4 separate regions of the Mus musculus genome follow, and regions 1, 3 and 4 are each linked to region 2. A link is a contact called in public Hi-C data. All regions are on one chromosome and are shown on one strand. Each heading gives the region's core, a stretch centred on a gene start, on an enhancer-like site or on the middle of the called end of the contact. The rest is flanking DNA. Distances are from core to core; before and after follow the strand shown.

Region 1 (2,731 bases), core at 128-2,627, 450 kb before region 2:
AAGGAGCACTGTAAGCCTATTCACAGCTCTACCCTGATGTGGCTATGTGGGGCTTTGGAACCCAAAGTTTCCCCAGGGAGGGTCAGTGAGCATATACCTGATCTCAAGGGCCAAGGTCAAGGCCACTCAATCGTGGTGCAGCCCTTGAGCTATACACATGTGCACAAATGACTTCTGCTGCTGCTGCTGCTGAGTTAGTCCCAGCTCTGTTCCCTTTATTTGTGCTCTTAACACAGCAAAGGAGGGCACCCGTGTTCTGAGCACCTTCCCTGGAATCCACACGCTAGAAACCTTAGGCCACGTACAGTGACATTGACAAGTGCGACCTTTAGAAGGGAACCAGGCCATGTTGACTCTGCCCTTGACAGTGGATGGATGCTGTCATCACAAATATGAGTCCCTGATGAAAAGATAGGCTCAGCCCTCATCTTCCAGCTCTTCTACTCTAAGCCCTTTGGACTCTCATTGTCCTGTGAGTTGATGCAGTAAGAAGACCCTCACTAGATGCTTCCTTTGGCCTTGACTCTACATCTTGTTTGTTAGGATCTCTAGCCTGGGCATTCTGATTAATGGATCAAAGACAGGCAAGGGCTCCCCTTAAAGTCAAGCCCACCAAACCCTGGTTATACCTCTGTTGTGTTGCTGACTAGCTGCTGCTATAGTAAAGTCACTTTCTACCCAGTCCTTTCCTGGGTGGAGAAATTGGCTGGCTAATTTCTACATGGTATGGACATGTAGGGTGACCATGTGGGGTGACATGGCAGGCTGCCTCGAAGGCCGCCTTTACCACTTTACTACACACTGAGCAGAAACGGATATCAGGATGTTGTTTCCATGGATAACCGTGTGCTGAGACTTTAAAAATTACTTTTTTGTCAGCTGTGGCATGTTTAAACACCCCACATATTTCAGGAGACAGTTAACTTCTGTGTTGAAAAGAAAGATTTAATAAAGACATGCGTGTTGGGACTTGCTCGCCGGCACTTTTCTGTATGTGGCTGGCAGCTTGAGGCGCAGGCCTTTGACTGTGCAGCCAGGGATTTTTTTTTTCTGCCGACTCGCTGTACCCAGACTTTTAACTCTTTGTTGTTCTTTGCTCTCTAGAGTCACCTTCAAATAGCAGCACACAGCCAAGTGTGGAAGCCAGAGTGACATGTGAATATGTGGAATTGTCCCCAAATGCAGTCTGGGGGAACCTGGTTTCCCTTGCTATCATTAAGACACAGTCTATTCTAGGTGAGGCAAGGTAGGGCAAGACTGGAAATCTGCTGTGCACCAGGCTCTGGGTCCTTGAAAGGCACCATGGAAATACCCTTGGGTTCTGCAGCGGTTAAGATCCTATCTCTCTTCAAATCATCATTATGGGAGGGAGGGGTAATTTAGGAGAGCCTGTTAGCAGTGCTCTGAAACATCCTCACAAACCTTTCTTCTGTTGTGGCTAAGGCATATCTGTGCTTAGCATCTGGTCCGCCTGCCAATACTAAATATCATTTTAATGGTAATGACACGTTGCACTTGGAGAGCTCCCTTTCATCCGAGGAGCCCAAAGCACTTTAGGAGTGTTAATTAATGAAGCTTGCTAACACCGTTTGAGGTGGAGATGCCCAGTGTGGTGGGAGATGGTTCAAGTGGTTTCTTCTGAGGCTCGCCCACTCCCCGGTCTCAGCAGACGTTCTGACAAAGGCTCCCAGCTGCAGAGTTCAACTGAGTCCTAGATGAAAGGGAAGCATTCCCACTGAGAACCTTCTGGTGTGGTTGCTTGGAGAGTGGGTCCAGTCTTCCACCTTGCTTCCTGAAGAGCATCTAGTCCCCCAGCCTACGCCTCCATCTTTTCGTTCCCTGGTTCTCCTGACATGCAATTTATTAGTCCTGGTGAGGGGAGGGGAGATCAGCATCGATTCTAGACACAACTGCTGAAGTGAGCAAGGGACTACACTGTCCCCACTCCTCCTGTTCTGAGGTTAGAGTGGAGACTAAAGGCACATGTCCAGATTTCCCATCTCTCCAGCATCAGGAGCCATGAGTCTCACCACTCAGGGACCAACAGCACCGGCATCCGCACATCTTTGCAGTAATCTGTCCCACACATGTTTACCTACTGTCTGCCTGTGCTAGCCACCTGGAAAGGCTGAGATCACAAGGAATGGAGTTAATGAGCTCTCTGCCCAGAGAGCTTCCTTTGGTCTGACCACTGTGAAACGACATGCCAAGGCTGGTAAGAGATGCCCTGGGAAAAGGCACTGCATATGGGGTTCCAAAGAGTTGCCAGTGAGGCCAGGCAGACCCAGCTCTACTCTGTCTTTGGATTAGGCTCCTGAGAGGTCCTGTTACCTGTTACCAAGGTCCAGTGACCTTGTTGTTATTCAGTTGGGTTCTAATGGCGGTTCCTTCATATGTCTGCCTCTAGCACTCTGTAGAATCATAGTGGAGTGAGGCTTGCTGGAAGCTGTGGGCTATGACTCCATCAGAGAGGAGTAGGCACAAGTAACCTTGTGGGTGAAGGCCACTACTGGCCTTCAGAAGCAAAAGTCAGAGCAAAGCCACAGCTTTTCATCTGTCCCCCATAGCAGGAGGTAGCTTCCTGCTCCAACCTTAGTAGATGGTGATTCAGTCTGGAAGGGAGAACAGTTGTCATCCAGATAACTGTCTTGTGTGTTAAGAGGAAGAGATGCTAAGGAGAGAATGAGTGTGTGAGGTGTGCCTGTCAGCGTGACTGTGAAAGTGCATTGAT
Region 2 (2,805 bases), core at 161-2,660:
TCTAAGTCCTCTGAAAACCCCACTGCCAGCTGAGCTTCAGGTTTGCTGGGCTCTCCCTGCACTGGGACAGGATCAAGAGCCAGAGGCTGGTCTCATGGGATAACACTGGAGGACTCGGTCCCTAAGCAGGTATTCCATTCCACATAAATAGTTCGCCCATCCTAGAGGAATCTTGCCTGTGAGTAGGATGGGAGAAAAGCCAGAGCAGATTTCTATGATCTATAAAAACAAAGCGTTTCACATTCTATTTTTCTGGTTCAACTAAGACTTTTCTGGAAATTTTTCTTTTTCCTGAAAGAGTGTTGGACACCCCAAGAGTAGTGACCTCTAGACAGCATATCCTCTTCTAAGATGCCCCTTATGGCCAGAACACTGTCCTCTAGATCCCTAACACCTTCAGTCTGCAGGCCCTACACCTAGCCAGCTTCTTTCCTTGAAAATTAGCTTGCAAAGCTCCTGTGAAATACAACTGTGTTAAGGAGCCTGAATTCCACATCAACTTACCCCAGCCCTGCACTTTGCTAGGATAGATTGGAAGGGGTTCTTCACGCATGCAGCCTTGCCCACTTTCAGTTGCCCCAGGCAGATCACCTCTACCCACCAAGCACACACCAGCTGCCCTCCATGCTGGGGTGCAGCACATAGACCCACTGAACCTATGTACCCCACCACATTCTGCAGACACTCTTTACCTGCCCCTCAGCTGGGATGCATCCATCCACCTGCAGAGGCTTGAATGTGGTGCAGTCAGTGAGATACAATAAAGGACAGTATTTTAGGGCACTTAAAACAGCAACTCTTTAGGTTGTGGCCACCTGTGATTATCCTCTATCTAAAGATGCTAAATATTCAGGAGATGCTCAGGTGAGCTGTTTTCACAACCCCGTGACGTCTGTCCTGTACACTCACATCTGGGGATGGGGTGTAAATAAGGCAAACAGGAGGGAGGCAGCGTTGCCCTCAAACAATTGAGAGGCTGTTTTATGGTCAAAGCTTGTGGGGGGGGGGGGAGCATCTGGACTGTCCTTTAAAAACTTATGCTGGCTTTAACCAAAGCATCTTCCATTTAGAGAAAGTAAGGGGGAAGCAGCCCTGAGCACAAAGCAGGCAGTGCGGGGTATTTTTCCAATAAACAGGCCTCCTCCCTCCCACCCACCTTTACCTTAGTAAAGACTTTCTTTCTTTCTTTCTTTCTTTCTTTCTTTCTTTCTTTCTTTCTTTCTTTCTTTCTTTCTCTCTTTCTTTCTTTTTTAAACTGGAAGCCTTCAGGTGAAAATAAAGCCACAGCAGCCAGAGGGGGGAGAAATGTAGTCTTTCTCAGGGTTAACATCAGAAGACAAGCTTGTGCGGCTTGGCCAATCAGATGCGCCCCTGCCAGCTATAATATAGTGCGAAAGGCAGCCTGTCTCACAAGCTCTCCAGCCTTGCTACCATTTAAAATCAGGCTCTTTTTGTCTTTTAATTGCTGTCTCGAGACCCAACTCCGATGTGTTCCGTTACCAGCGACCGGCAGCCTGCCATCGCAGCCCCAGTCTGGGTGGGGATCGGAGACAAGTCCCCTGCAGCAGCGGCAGGCAAGGTTATATAGGAAGAGAAAGAGCCAGGCAGCGCCAGAGGGAACGAACGAGCCGAGCGAGGAAGGGAGAGCCGAGCGCAAGGAGGAGCGCACACGCACACACCCGCGCGTACCCGCTCGCGCACAGACAGCGCGGGGACAGCTCACAAGTCCTCAGGTTCCGCGGACGAGATGCTGCTGCTGCTGGCCAGATGTTTTCTGGTGATCCTTGCTTCCTCGCTGCTGGTGTGCCCCGGGCTGGCCTGTGGGCCCGGCAGGGGGTTTGGAAAGAGGCGGCACCCCAAAAAGCTGACCCCTTTAGCCTACAAGCAGTTTATTCCCAACGTAGCCGAGAAGACCCTAGGGGCCAGCGGCAGATATGAAGGGAAGATCACAAGAAACTCCGAACGATTTAAGGAACTCACCCCCAATTACAACCCCGACATCATATTTAAGGATGAGGAAAACACGGGAGCAGACCGGCTGATGACTCAGGTAGAGACCCATTGCGGGTGGGAAACAGACTCCTTCCCGGGAGGGGGGGGGGGTGCGTGTGACCAAGCAGTCAGCCCTGCTCTGTTTGCTCTTTGGGCAGGTAGGAAGGCGGCTTGCTCTCTCCTTCCCCACCCACCTGCCCACCTAGCACTCCTCTTCCGGGAGGAAAAAGGAGGTGAAGGGTCCAGCAGGAAGTTTAGGGTTTGCTGGAATGGGGCACCAGAAGATGGGGTTCTCTATCTTATTAGTCTCATTTTATTAGTCTCATTTAATTAGTCTCCCGGGACGACCTCCTCTAACTACCTGTATTCTAGCTTGAAACTTAGAAAGACCTTTACTCTGAGGGAGTCTGCCCTTTCCAAGTGGAGGCAGAAAATGGAGGGAGAGGGGATGCCCCTATACACTTCAAAGGGCCTCCAGGTCACTGCAAACATAGCCTGGAGCATTTCGTCCCCTAGCTCCTACCTTTTCCTTTTCTGTGTTTTTCTCCCAAGACCACCCCACCCTTTACCCCACCACCACCAAAGAACTGTAACTGAGAAAGCCTGGGGGCAGTTCTGACAAAAGGCAGGAGCTCCAGAGGCGCCCGTCTTGTCCCCACTGTATCGCGTAGCCTGACTGCGATCCCATCGTCCTCAATTGTGCCGGTCAGAGAATGTATTGATATTTCTTTAAGGATGCTCCTCATTTCTCCAGAGCCCGCGGTACCTTAGGGGAGGGACTTGGAACTTGCTGGCTTTGCAATCGCTTTAATT
Region 3 (2,934 bases), core at 186-2,685, 280 kb before region 2:
GGGGGTGGCCAAGGGGCAGCCCTGCCTGCCCCACCCTGCCAGAGCTACCTTGCTAAAGCCCCAGGGTTGCAGGAGAGAGGGAAGAGGGAAGGAGTTCCCAACACTGACCAGAGTGTGCAGCAGGCCTTGAAGGAGCAGAGACACTCTATGGTTTAAGAGGTTTATTATAGAAATGCACGAGAAACTGAGAAGGAGAGAGAGAGAGAGAGAAAGAAAGGAGAGGAGAGGAGAGGAGAGGAGAGGAGAGGAGAGGAGAGGAGAGGAGAGGAGAGGAGAGGAGAGGAGAGGAGAGGAGAGGAGAGGAGAGAGGAGAGAAGACAGAAAGGAAAGAGAAGAGAGAGGTGAGAGAAGTGATAGGTAAGAGAACAAAGGAGTGAGAGTAAGAGAGTGAGGTGGGTCTGAACAGCCCTTTTTATGGTCTTCAATGTTGCTAGGTAACTGGGGATGAGTTTAGCCTGAAGGTCAGAAGCTTGGGCCATTGTTTACATGACTACTGACCATGCTTCTCTTGTGGGGGCTGTGGGAGGTGGTACCTTACACAGGGGCCGGAGTTCCAGGAGCATGAGGGAGTGCCTACCATGTCATGTAGGTGAATTATGACCATCGGGGTTCAGACCTCAGCTCAACTGGATACCAGCCTGCAATTCCCCACAACTGGTAAAAGAAAACACCACATGATCTAAGTGGCTGTCTCAGCCAGCCCCAGGAATCCACCTTTTTACCTCTCTGGCTTTGGGATTACTAGTGTGTGCTGTCATATCCAGCTTATTTACATGGGTTCTGGAGTTCAAACCCAGATATTCATACCTGCAAGGCAAAGACTTTACCAAATGAGCTGTGTCCCTAGCCCATTCCAGGTGCTACTTCATCTCTACTCTGTGGATAGGAAAACTGAGGCAGCACAGTATTTACAAGTTTGTACAAACAGAAAACAACTGGTAGTTTTGACCTATTCTTCCCTTAAAACACAGAACATGTACCGTGTAAAGATGGTTGGGCTGTCAACTACATCATTCGCAACACTCACCCCTATGGACATCAGAAATCTGTCTACCCACACCCTCACTGTGCAGTAAGTCCCACTGCACTTTAAACCATGGTCTCCTCCATTCCAGTATAGCACTGGTTGTCCCAGCTGCAGTCCCTTTTCTTCTACCATGCCCAAGTTGGTCCTTTTTCTACCCATCTGTACTGGCTCACTGGCATGTTTCTCCTCCCTCTGCTCTCTGCAGAAGTCAACCAGCCCAAAGCCCCCATTGTTCTGAGGTCATCGTGGCACATAAAGATCACCATGTCCAAAATTTGCCTTGCTTCTTCAGCATCTGTATAGCTACTTTTGCTTCCTTCCAACACCCCTACTACCCAACCTGTGATTCTCATCATAGCTACCAGCAAGTTCCTCCATTACTGACAATCATCTAATCTATGACTCATGTTGTCTCTGCTTGCAGAGATCATCTGTAACCAGACCCTGTTTCTCATTTCCTGCCCTGGCTTCAGCTTCTTCCCTGGCTGAGGTTTTTCTACCAGCTGTCCTGTCCTTACTTCCTGCAAAGACTGCAGCCCATTCTCAAACTAACACTCTTCCCATCTCTCTTCTTCTTACTGCTAGAGACTTCAATGGCTGCCTGAATCTGCCTCACTTCTGATGCTATTCTGACTCTCTTGCTGTTTCTCTGGCTTCCAAGTCTAGGACCCTTAATGCTTTTCTAAGCAGAACACGCTGCACTCATGTGTCTGTTTGCTGAGTTCCTCCTCCTCTGCTTGCAACACTTTGCTCAAACACCATCTCTCTAAAGTTGCAACAGTCCCCACATTACTCCACCCTTCTTCTCCAGCACATGCCACCTTCCAACATGCCAAATAACGCACTTTTATAAATATGCATCAGTTTATTTCTGTTTTATACCCGATGTAATGCCAGCTCTTGGGGAGAATGACTGTCTTTTGGCCATGAGCATAAAACACTATCTGACATACAGTAGGCATCTTGTAATTATCTGAGATACATGAAGGAACCCTGCAGAACTTCTATGACTCATATGGTCAAGCCTAAGCCATTCCTTGTGCCCAGCAGGATAGGGTTATCCATTTGTCTAGATCTAGAACCCCAGGACACCGACAGCTTGACTCAACCACATGGCATGAATATGAGATCAAAGAGAACCACCCCGGAACCTCTCCTCATCAGCCAAGGGTTGAGTCAGTCAGGATATATGCATCTACCCAAACGTTGTGCCCACAGTCTTAGTCTGCAGGGTCAGGTGTTGAGATGATGGAAACTGTAGAAGGTGAAATCAATCTGGAGGTGGTCAGGTCACTGGGAGCTTGCCTTCCCTCAGGAGCCATTAATGCAGTTTTCATAGGATTCTAGTTAGCGTCCACATTGTTGATCTGCCTTCAAAACAGTCAGACTAGTCCCCACTCCTTTGTGCCATTTCCCTTAAACCTGCTCCCACCACGATGACATCTGCCATGTTATAATATAGTCAGAATGTCCTTATCAGAGCCCAGTGGACTCTGGTACCTTGCCTTTGAATTCTTGGAACTGTGAGGTAGTTTCATCTTTCGTATTTTTAAAGCATACAGTCCTGAGTATTTCGTGATGATAACAGAAAATAGAATAAGTGGATGCATGGAATCTGTTAGTTGTAGACACACATTTTTTGAAACCTACTTTTAATAAGGTTTCAACTTCTCTAAGCCAACCACCAAGCAGAGGTAGTAGAAGAGAAAAGTTATTAGGATACAGGGGAAGTGGACCTGTTCAGCAATAATTCTTTGGGAGAGAGCTGGATCTTCTTTCTCAGCAGTTCAGTCCCATGGCAAACACCAAAATACAAATCAGCAGCTGCAGACCAGTCCTCTAGGCAGGCAGACACCAGGTAGGGGTAGGGGTAGGGGTAGGGGTAGGGGTAGGGGTAGGGGTAGGGG
Region 4 (3,079 bases), core at 200-2,699, 310 kb before region 2:
AGAAAGGAAAAGGGCAGAATTCTGGGGGTTGGTGGAACCCATGGCTCTCTTACCATATACCTAGGTGATACTCATGCATAAAGAAGTGAGGCTGGGGTTCTGGATTTAATTTTATACCATCAAATTAACCATTGTTACTCAAAGTTTTCAGATAGACTCATAATTAGTTTCTCCATGAAAAAGAAAATTTACTATGTACACTAACACAGAAACCATGTAGATAAACAAGTATATATAGTAGTACTATATATAGTAGTATATAGTATAGTAGTACTATAGTAGTACTTGTAATGGATGGGGTGAGGACTGAGGGACTTAGCCTCCCTCCAATGGCAGCACAGAGACAAAGCTCTCATCCAATCTCCAAATGATATCTGAATAGGGATCAGCTATCCAGGGTGGACACAGAAGCCTGATTGCATCACAAGCGGGCTGGACGTCTTTGTTCCTCTGTGTCCATGTGGAGTGATTTCTCCTTTAAAGTTTCTGCAGAGGTTCATTACAAGCAAAACTCCCTGTGTTTACAATACTCACCTCAGTGTGACAGTCTGAGAATATAGCTCTGCAGGAGAGCATGCTCCCTAAACTGCCTGCCTTTGCCATGCAAACAAACAGAGCCTGGAGAGTTTTTCATTTGGAGATTGGTGAGATAATTTCACTTACAACATTTTCAGCAGTTGCAAAGAACAGAAACCACTCACTTTCCTGAGAAAGAACAGAAGAACCCAGCCATTAATTATCACAAATAATTGCTACTGCTTAAAAGTAAACACGTTTCATTTGGCAGTGTTGGTGATGTAGTGGTGTTAGAATTAGTGTGAGGGGTGGGGGGAGGGTACTAGGCACATTTCTCCAGACCTGAGTGCACCCACTCACCCCCAAAAGGAAACAAAAGACCAAATTATGGATATGACCAAAATCCAACTTGGTGAACCACTGAGTTTATTGGCCTTATTGTAGGAGTAGGGTGAGGGGTTACTTGCAGTAATATGGATGACTCATATCCAGATGCATCACCAAAGCCAATCCCAGCATGAACAAAGAGTCATGAAAGATGGAACTCTGAATCTTTCATGACTAGAAAGCCTCTTCCATACAGTTCGGCTGTTCTAAGTCTCCTTACCGCTTATATAACCTTATATAACCTTATATAACCTTATATAACCTTATATAACCTTGGGGAGGAAGTTGCCTGGTACTTCCTGGTCAGTTTCAGGGAATTCCTGAAATGTATGAGTTTTTGTCCCAGTATTAAAGAACTTCCTTTTAGATCTCATTGCATCTTAATAAGTCAGGAAGGAAGTTGCTACACAGCAATGGCCACTGAGACCTGGTCTGATCCTAGAGAAAAATATCAAGGTTGTTTGAAGTTCACCTGGGTCTTTTAGATAATGAGTCATTTAATAAATGGGCAAAGATTTCTATCATTTAGTGACAAGTACCTCCCCACAGTCCAACTACCCCTCTTTTCAAGAGTGGATTGAGTCTTCCACCACAGAGCCCACTGTCCTCCTGTGTAAATCTTGCATCCTGTGTTTGTTCTGTTGAGGCTTTTGGAGATTGCCCAGGATATACTGACTGTCACTTTAAAGGTCAGACCAGAGCATAAGGGTACTGAAGGTTCCCAAAGACAGAAGTTTAGAATTAGCCTCCAAATCCTCCCTACTTGAGTAGATGATTCCTGTGAGAGATGCTTTAAAGGGGAAGTAAAACCTAACCCAGAATTAAAGGAAACCACAACTGTACAAATTAAGCTGGTATGTGATGTGAACAGGGATCCAGAGATAGGTTTATTGATCCCCAAAACATTTGTAAATGTTGTAAATAAATATTGCCCTAGTTAGGTTTTAACTGTCAACTTGATGCAACCTAGGGTTAACAGAGAAAAGAATCGCTATTGAGGGATTTCCAAGATCAGATTGGGTTATTGAGTGTCTGTGAGGGACTGTCTTGATTCTCAATTGAGGTAGGTACCATGGTGGACAGCAGTATTCCATAGACATGTGTCTCCTGGGCTGTATTTAAAAAAGCAGACTAAGCATGCACCTGTACGTGAGCCAGTAAGCAGCATTCATTCATGGTTTCTGCTGTACTTCCTTGTCTGTGAGGCAGCTCTTGTTTGACTTCCTATCTTGACAGTGATAGACTTAGCTGGGAATACAAGCCAAATAATCCTTAGTTCCTGTAAGTTGCTTCTGGTCTGATTGTTGTATCACAAAAGTAGAAAACAGACTAGACCACATAGATGTGTTTACACCTCTCCTGTTCCCTGCAGTGCCCTGAGCATATATGGCCCCTCCCCTTTGCTTCTTCTCCATTTCCCTTTGTCTTTTCCCCATCTGGCATGCTCCTCTCTCCTAATGGCTTTTCAGATTCTCCACTGTTTCCAGGATCAGTCTGAAAAGGAAAAAAAAAAAAAAAAAAAGAAAAGGAAAGAGCTTTTCTTTCTTAATCTGTGCCAAGGTTCACCAAATTACTGCCCCCAAGAACATCTTCAGTTTGAAAGAGAATAGAACACAAGCAAGCAAAGTCACAGGACCAGGAGACCACAGATGGCTCTAGAGTATAGCCAATGGATGTTCTCACACCCTAGACCTCTGAGCAGAATCCTCACAGAGATGGTCCTCATAGCACTGCAAACCAGTTCCTGTGACCTAAGCTGACACATAAAATATCTCAGGTTTCCAAAGCACAATGAATCAAGAGCAGCCATGCTGTGGCTCTGTTATCTAAGAACTGCTCATGAGAAGATGTGCTCTATTCCTAAGAAGTATGGCAGGCTCTTTTCCTAATGTTGTACATGGCAAGAAGATGCATATAGTACCATGGCTATTTTACCTCTCTGTCTAAGTGACTAGGGTCTGATGACCAGCATGATAGCACCAATGCTGCCCTGAAAATCCAGGCCCCTGCCTGACCTGGCAGTGACTGTCATTACAATGGAGCATAGTGAGATAGTGAGAAAATTTCCTGCCATCCTCACATTCTAACCCTGGTAGTTAGAGGTAAATGGGAAATCCATCCCCCCCCTCACTTCACTGAAGAGAAAAATAGCACACATAAGTGACCACCTTGGGTC

What was found. A called contact is a pair of places that touch in the nucleus more often than the background predicts.
Region 1: a Hi-C map of the N1E-115 cell line shows a contact between it and region 2, with 5 times the contacts expected there. The contact joins the enhancer-like site here to the promoter of Shh in region 2. A contact is called at or near these places in 16 of 39 promoter capture datasets (the 3T3-L1 cell line, the HPC-7 cell line, HPC-7-derived erythroid cells and 8 more), 4 of 484 Hi-C or Micro-C datasets (the HL-1 cell line, the N1E-115 cell line, embryonic stem cells and 1 more), 11 of 115 datasets of contacts at active chromatin or transcription factors (astrocytes, craniofacial prominence, embryonic forebrain and 7 more) and 2 of 9 other capture datasets (adipose tissue and embryonic stem cells).
Region 3: a Hi-C map of the N1E-115 cell line shows a contact between it and region 2, with 5 times the contacts expected there. The contact joins the enhancer-like site here to the promoter of Shh in region 2. A contact is called at or near these places in 6 of 39 promoter capture datasets (embryonic stem cells, liver and stem cell-derived epiblast-like cells), 2 of 484 Hi-C or Micro-C datasets (the N1E-115 cell line and liver), 4 of 115 datasets of contacts at active chromatin or transcription factors (embryonic stem cells, forebrain and pancreatic cancer cells) and 2 of 9 other capture datasets (embryonic stem cells and liver).
Region 4: a contact with region 2 is called in a Hi-C map of the N1E-115 cell line, with 7 times the contacts expected there. The contact joins the enhancer-like site here to the promoter of Shh in region 2. A contact is called at or near these places in 8 of 39 promoter capture datasets (embryonic stem cells, hippocampal neurons, liver and 2 more), 1 of 484 Hi-C or Micro-C datasets (the N1E-115 cell line), 8 of 115 datasets of contacts at active chromatin or transcription factors (embryonic forebrain, embryonic hindbrain, embryonic stem cells and 2 more) and 1 of 9 other capture datasets (pancreatic islet).

Annotation. Positions count from the first base shown.
Region 1 is chr5:28,912,432-28,915,162 of GRCm38.p6, reverse strand. The region is part of intron 2 of Gm35688 (a long non-coding RNA gene); the gene reads left to right. Among named protein-coding and RNA genes, the nearest start is that of Gm42243, 73 kb to the right of the region's middle. Within about 2 kb of position 1,377, at least 3 of the 459 cell types and tissues checked have an H3K27ac peak or open chromatin away from gene starts, as enhancers often do. A contact at or near this core is called in the N1E-115 cell line, where this site is marked.
Region 2 is chr5:28,465,706-28,468,510 of GRCm38.p6, reverse strand. It overlaps Shh (sonic hedgehog), which reads left to right and starts at 1,410. Exons shown (of 3, transcript NM_009170.3): 1 at 1,410-2,050. The coding sequence starts at 1,748. It overlaps 9530036O11Rik (RIKEN cDNA 9530036O11Rik), which reads right to left and starts at 1,527. Exons shown (of 7, transcript NR_015562.2): 1 at 1,163-1,527.
Region 3 is chr5:28,743,887-28,746,820 of GRCm38.p6, reverse strand. No RefSeq gene overlaps it. Among named protein-coding and RNA genes, the nearest start is that of Gm42243, 95 kb to the left of the region's middle. Within about 2 kb of position 1,435, at least 3 of the 459 cell types and tissues checked have an H3K27ac peak or open chromatin away from gene starts, as enhancers often do. A contact at or near this core is called in the N1E-115 cell line, where this site is marked.
Region 4 is chr5:28,776,996-28,780,074 of GRCm38.p6, reverse strand. No RefSeq gene overlaps it. Among named protein-coding and RNA genes, the nearest start is that of Gm42243, 62 kb to the left of the region's middle. Within about 2 kb of position 1,449, at least 2 of the 459 cell types and tissues checked have an H3K27ac peak or open chromatin away from gene starts, as enhancers often do. A contact at or near this core is called in the N1E-115 cell line, where this site is marked.